Linked DNA regions of Mus musculus: region 2 is linked to region 1. Evidence: chromatin contacts called from public promoter capture Hi-C data. All regions are on one chromosome and are shown on one strand. Each heading gives the region's core, a stretch centred on a gene start, on an enhancer-like site or on the middle of the called end of the contact. The rest is flanking DNA. Distances are from core to core; before and after follow the strand shown. Region 1 overlaps Rimbp2 (RIMS binding protein 2). Region 2 overlaps Rimbp2 (RIMS binding protein 2).

Region 1 (2,700 bases), core at 113-2,612:
CCAATATGTATTTTCTGGTTTGGGAGGGTTCTGGCAATGGGGACGGGGGCAGGGAGTTCCTGGCTGTATTCATCCTGATGCTATAAGATTCATGTATTTATCTTTTTACTGATAAAAAAGAATACCAGGGCAGGGGAATGGTAGGTACACGCGAACCTTGATGGAACAGCTCTCTCCTTCTACCAAGTGTTCAACCAGGGGTTCAACTCTGGTGTCAGGCTGATGGTGGCACCTTACCTGCTGGCCCACCCTGTAGTGTAATTGGCATTTGCCCTGTGACCAGTGGTGCTGTGATCTTCCCCTCTCCCCCCAATTTGGGGGAGGGGAGGGGAGCATTTGTCAATTTATATGGAGAGATGTCTATTTTTGAATGTCTTTTGTTGCTTGGCTGTTTTCGTTTACATATTCTGGTTAATAGCCCCTAGCAGAAAAAGATCATGGATAACTACGGATCCCTCCCTTGAGTCCATTGCTATGCCTTTGGTGGTGTACTGTGCGTGTTTTAGTTGATGTAGGCTGACCATCAATGAAGAAACACAACCCCATGTCACCGCTGTCACAAGCTAGGCTAGCATACTGCCACCGTCTTACACCTCAGCCATTTTTACTTCAGTGCAGGGTCTCACCAAGTTGCCAAGGCTTGCCTTGAACTCCCTTGGTAGCCCAAACTAGCTCAAAAGGATGCAGATTCCAGGCAATTGTTTCACCACACTCCTGCCCTAGAGAACCAAGGAGTTAGATCTTTAGTACCTATTTCTCACTTCTGAAATAAGAGCTGCATTGGAGAAGGCACATCAAGACCCGTATAGGACTAAAGCTGACACTTCGCAGGAGGTTGAGCCAGGAGGGTTGTTGAGTTTAAGGCTGCCCTGGGCAACTTCCCTCTTTCAAAATAAGTAAAAGAGGGCGCTGGGCATGCGACTCAGCAGCAGAACACTTGCCTGGTGCACACAAGGCCCTGGATTTCACACCTTGTGTGTGGCCGGGCTTGTTGTTCTAATCTGGGCGTTTTGGGAGTGTTTATCCAGCATTCCACTAAGGCCTGCCACTTCTAGCCAGAATCAGCTGCTCGCTTCTGTCCTCTTAAGCAGAGCATCATTATGGGAGAAATAAGCTCTGAAGAAATAAGTGACTCCCCCTTGATCCCCACTCTCCCTCCCCCACCCCTACCCTGTGATTACAGGGAGAGCTGAATGGGCAAAAAGGCCTCGTGCCTTCCAATTTCCTGGAAGAAGTGCCTGATGATGTGGAGGTCCACCTTTCTGATGCTCCGCCCCACTACTCCCACGACCCGCCCATGCGCTCCAAGGCCAAAAGGGTAAGCCAGCCCCCTTAGCCCGCCTGCCTCCCCCTCCCCTCTCTGCCATCTGGCGCAATCTTTGCATTGCTGCTTTCCTGACTTGGGCCCCACCAGCATCTGCCCTTGTTTTTTTTTCAGTTTTTTTTTTTTTCCTCTGTCCTTCTTTGGACATTGTGCCCGCAAATGCTTAGCTCCAACACAAGTTGGTGTTCCACAGAAGGACCCTTTGGTTTCAGTCAGTCTGCCTGACCCCAGGGTCTTCCCCTGGCCTGCACAGTAGGTAGGTGCACAGTTCAGCTGACAGAGAGTGAGGTTCGGGGACCTGGATGTCACTGGCCTCCCCCCTTAGGGTTCTAGATGGCAGGGATTACTTAGTGTCCGTAGCACGCCTGCCTGAGACTGCATTCTCTCGAGTGTCTCATCTTTACGTTTCGCCATCACTGCGAGTTCTTATCTGTTGTATTTTACGTATATGTTTTTATCTCTTCGCTCATCTGCTTGGACATAGAAGAAGAGTGTTCATTTCACACCCTAATCAGGCATGTAGCCGTCACGTAAGTGAGCAACCGAAGACACCTTAGAGAGATACCGACTTAAGCTACCCTAAGCGGACAGCACGGTAGTCTTAAGACGTCAATGTGGGCTTAAAGAAAGAGAGAGAAAAGAAATATGTCTCAAAACAAACAAACAAAAAAATCATTGGACCTAAAGTATTAGGCTATCTCACCTGGTTTCAGTTGCCTGGCAACTAGATTCATAGTGAAATGAATCGTCTCGAACAATTTTTTTTTTAAATGTGTCCGTTGAGAATACGGGAAAGGCCAACCTTGGGAACATATTTCTTAAAGCTGTTTGTTTACACAAGAGTGCGCCAGCGTGTACTCACAAGGAGAGTTGCCTATTGCATTGTTAGCTACCCTCAGTCAAAAAGCACAACCGGATCCATGTGTTTACCGTAGCAGGGTTGACTCATGGTGAGAGCCAAGACAAAACTTTAATCCCAGATCAAGCCCCAAGGGGTGGCCTTGGCTCTGGGCATGCCAAAGCTGGTGGAATACCCAGCTGCAGCCCCTTGGCCTTAGGAGCAGGTGTTCCCTCTCCTCAAAGCACAATTGTCCCGAGCTCATGGAGGTACGCATGTACCTACGAGGTGCTGGCATACTAATGCAATAGTATCTCCGGATGCGGCAGCTCCCATGACTGCGCTAGCTGGCCCCATGGTATCTTCAGGTGTGCTTTGGGTGCGCCCTAGGTGTTCTCCATTAGAGTTAGACCTTGATTTTCAATCCAAGCAAGCTTGGGGGCCCCTTGCCTTGTATTGTGTGCCCGCTGAGTGCCCTGGTCTCACTCGCCAAGTTTTGCTCTGGGGAGATTACTGAACCAGAAGCCTGGCGATCCCT
Region 2 (2,700 bases), core at 31-2,530, 140 kb before region 1:
CCAGCTGCCTGGAGGCCAGTATTCTGCTATCAGCCTTCAGATGAAGATGTAGCTTCTCCTGTACCGTGCCTGCCTGGATGCTGCCATGCTCCCGCCTTGGTGATAACGGACTGAACCTCTGAACCTGTAAGCCAGCCCCAGTTAAATGTTGTCCTTATAAGAGTTGCCTTGGTCATGGTTGTCTGTTCACAGCAGTGAAACCCTAACTAAGACGGTGTGTTTGTGTATGCACCTGTGATGTTTGTGTGCTGTAGTGTGCATGAGGGGGGTCAGAGGACAATTTTTTTGTGAGGTTAGTTCTCTCCTTCTACTTTTATAGGGGTCCTGGGATTGAACTCGGGTCATCGGGGCTGCGTGGCAAGCACTTGAGCCACCACGCCATCTTGGCAGCCCACAAGTGTCTTTAGAACTCTGGAATTACTTTATTGATTGATTGCCTCTCCGGGGCTCGGAGCAGTCTGACTCCTTTTCCTGGGGGAAGGTTTTATCTTGCTTTCAATTTTCACTTGTTAATGCTCTGTCATTCACAGCCAACTGGAAACACAAGACACAACGTCTTTAATTCAACAATGCTTTCCGGCACTTCTGAGGAGCCGGATGCCTCCTGGGGATGGAGACAGCTTTGAACACAGTGTCCCAGCTCTGGCCCTGGGCTGTGTGTGTGACATGGTGGTAGTGAATGAACCTCGCAGGCGTGGGAAGGGTGCCGAGACTTGTTAAATGCAAAACAATAGCAGCAAAGGGGCAGGAGTGGGGTTATATTTTTGGACATCAAAAGAAATTAGACTTAGCTGAGTGATGCTGCAGGTAGATCTCCAAGTTTGAGGCCAGCCTGGTCTACAGAGTGAGTTCTGAGGATAGCCAGAGAGAGAGGAAAAACCCTGCCTTGAAAAACAAAACAAACAGAAACCCAAACAAACAAAAATGACTATATAAAACAGAGTTTTGGGTTTAAAGATAAATTGACATAGAATTTGGGGGTCCATTCCATACCTTTCATTTTCCTTACCATCTTCTGAAAGAAGTTCATTTTGATACAAGTGAGACCCAATACTGGCATTTTGTATGTCCACAGATCCATAGGTTCCCAGAACTGTATACCCTGTGGGGTGGGGGGCCCACAAGGGAAGGGAGAGTAGGAAAAGCAGTGTTTTCTGGGCCCTGCTTATTGTGGAAACACAAGATTCCACAGTGACTCTGTCGGTGTGACTCACCCTGACAGATATGCCCTGCGCTAGCAGCCCCCATTTACAGATTGAATTTCCTCTCTATTGATGGACACCAAGCCGCTCCCATGCCTGGGGCTGTTCATGAATAAGTAAACAGTCTTCCAGCCCGGTGCAGAGCTGAGCAGAGCAGCCGGTTGGAGCTGAGAGACCAGTGAGCCCAGGAGTGCTGGAGGGGAGACCTGGCCAGCCTGTGGGAGCCACTGGTCCCAGATCCTGTAAGTACCTGCTTTGTGGGATGGGACAAGCCAGTTGAGTGACTGCACCTACACTCATCTGGGCAGACAGAAAGCCCAGCCTCCCTGTGGATTATGGCTGGCAGCAAGAAGTATTTCTGAACCCAGTAGGGGGACTTTCCAGCCTCCACGTGTAACTCACACCTCCAAATCCTCCGGGCTGTAATCGTGGTTTAAATTTCGGTTGTGATCTGTGGACTTAGCTCTAGATCTGTCCCCAGGCTGATCTCAGCCAGGAGACATCTTTGACCTGGTGGGATGCGCCCATGGAATAGATTGCAAGGAAGGTGTTCACCCTCCCGTGTCACGAAGGGTAATAAGGACATACAGGTAGACCATGGCAGACTGCATGCTACCAATCCTTAGACAACCATTTTTTTCAAGACTGCCTTTACCTTTGCTTTTTTAAACATCACATCCAGACTCGTTCACCTTTAAGACATCTTGGGCAGAAAGTCTGCTTCCTTTTCTATTTAGGACCAATTTGGGCTTCAAGTTTGAAGCCCAGCTGTTAAGACCGAGATTAACCCCATGAAGAGTTTAGAGGGCAAATAGAATCAGAAAATGCTTAGGAAACGCCAGCATTTTCCATTTATATAGTCCAGTGTTAGTGGGACGCTGATGACAGGGTTCAAGAGCAGAGGGTAGTTAGTTAATTTTGTCAACGTGGGGGGCAAACACAAGAAAACAGACCCGCCCTTGTGGTGGAAGGAACTCTCCGGCCCACAATGGTCCTGTTTACAGAGCTGAGCAGGTGGCTCTTGTTTGTGTATGTGGCTCAGCATTGGATGGCCGCAGTAAAAGGTCCATCAATTAATCATGGCTTCTGCTCCCATCTCCCTACGCAGCTCAGTTAATTAAAGCTCTGCACGAAGTGGTAGCCTAGCTCCGTGCTCCATTCTGCCATGCACGTCCTCTCAGAGCTGTTATCCAGCCGGACCACTTTGGAATTAATAAGCCTCGCTCACAGGAAGCCTCAGAGAGCAGTTTCCTATGCTTTCACAGAATGAGCAGGCTCTCCAGCCAGCCGTGTGGGACATAGACCTCGCACAGGAACCAGAATGATGATAGAGAGCCAGTTTGACTGATTCTATGCAGAGCCTCCCTGTCCCTCCCCCCAAGTTCATGAAATGTACCATGGACCTAGGAACTACTAATCTAGTGACAAATAGGCTTAGGGGTTGAGGCGATGTCTTGGTGCTTAAAGAACTTGCCAAGGAAACGAGAGGACCAGAGTT

Evidence for each region. Capture Hi-C pulls out chosen DNA fragments and counts their contacts.
Region 2: a contact with region 1 is called in a promoter capture Hi-C map of pancreatic islet. The contact joins two enhancer-like sites. A contact is called at or near these places in 1 of 484 Hi-C or Micro-C datasets (nephron progenitors) and 1 of 9 other capture datasets (pancreatic islet).

What each region holds. Positions count from the first base shown.
Region 1 is chr5:128,759,958-128,762,657 of GRCm38.p6, reverse strand. Rimbp2 (RIMS binding protein 2) reads left to right here. Exons shown (of 21, transcript NM_001378900.1): 20 at 1,184-1,318. Among named protein-coding and RNA genes, the nearest start is that of Gm42875, 8.9 kb to the left of the region's middle. Within about 2 kb of position 1,362, at least 13 of the 459 cell types and tissues checked have an H3K27ac peak or open chromatin away from gene starts, as enhancers often do. A contact at or near this core is called in pancreatic islet, where this site is marked.
Region 2 is chr5:128,902,936-128,905,635 of GRCm38.p6, reverse strand. All of the region lies in intron 1 of Rimbp2 (RIMS binding protein 2), which reads left to right. Among named protein-coding and RNA genes, the nearest start is that of Rimbp2, 49 kb to the left of the region's middle. Within about 2 kb of position 1,280, at least 27 of the 459 cell types and tissues checked have an H3K27ac peak or open chromatin away from gene starts, as enhancers often do. A contact at or near this core is called in pancreatic islet, where this site is marked.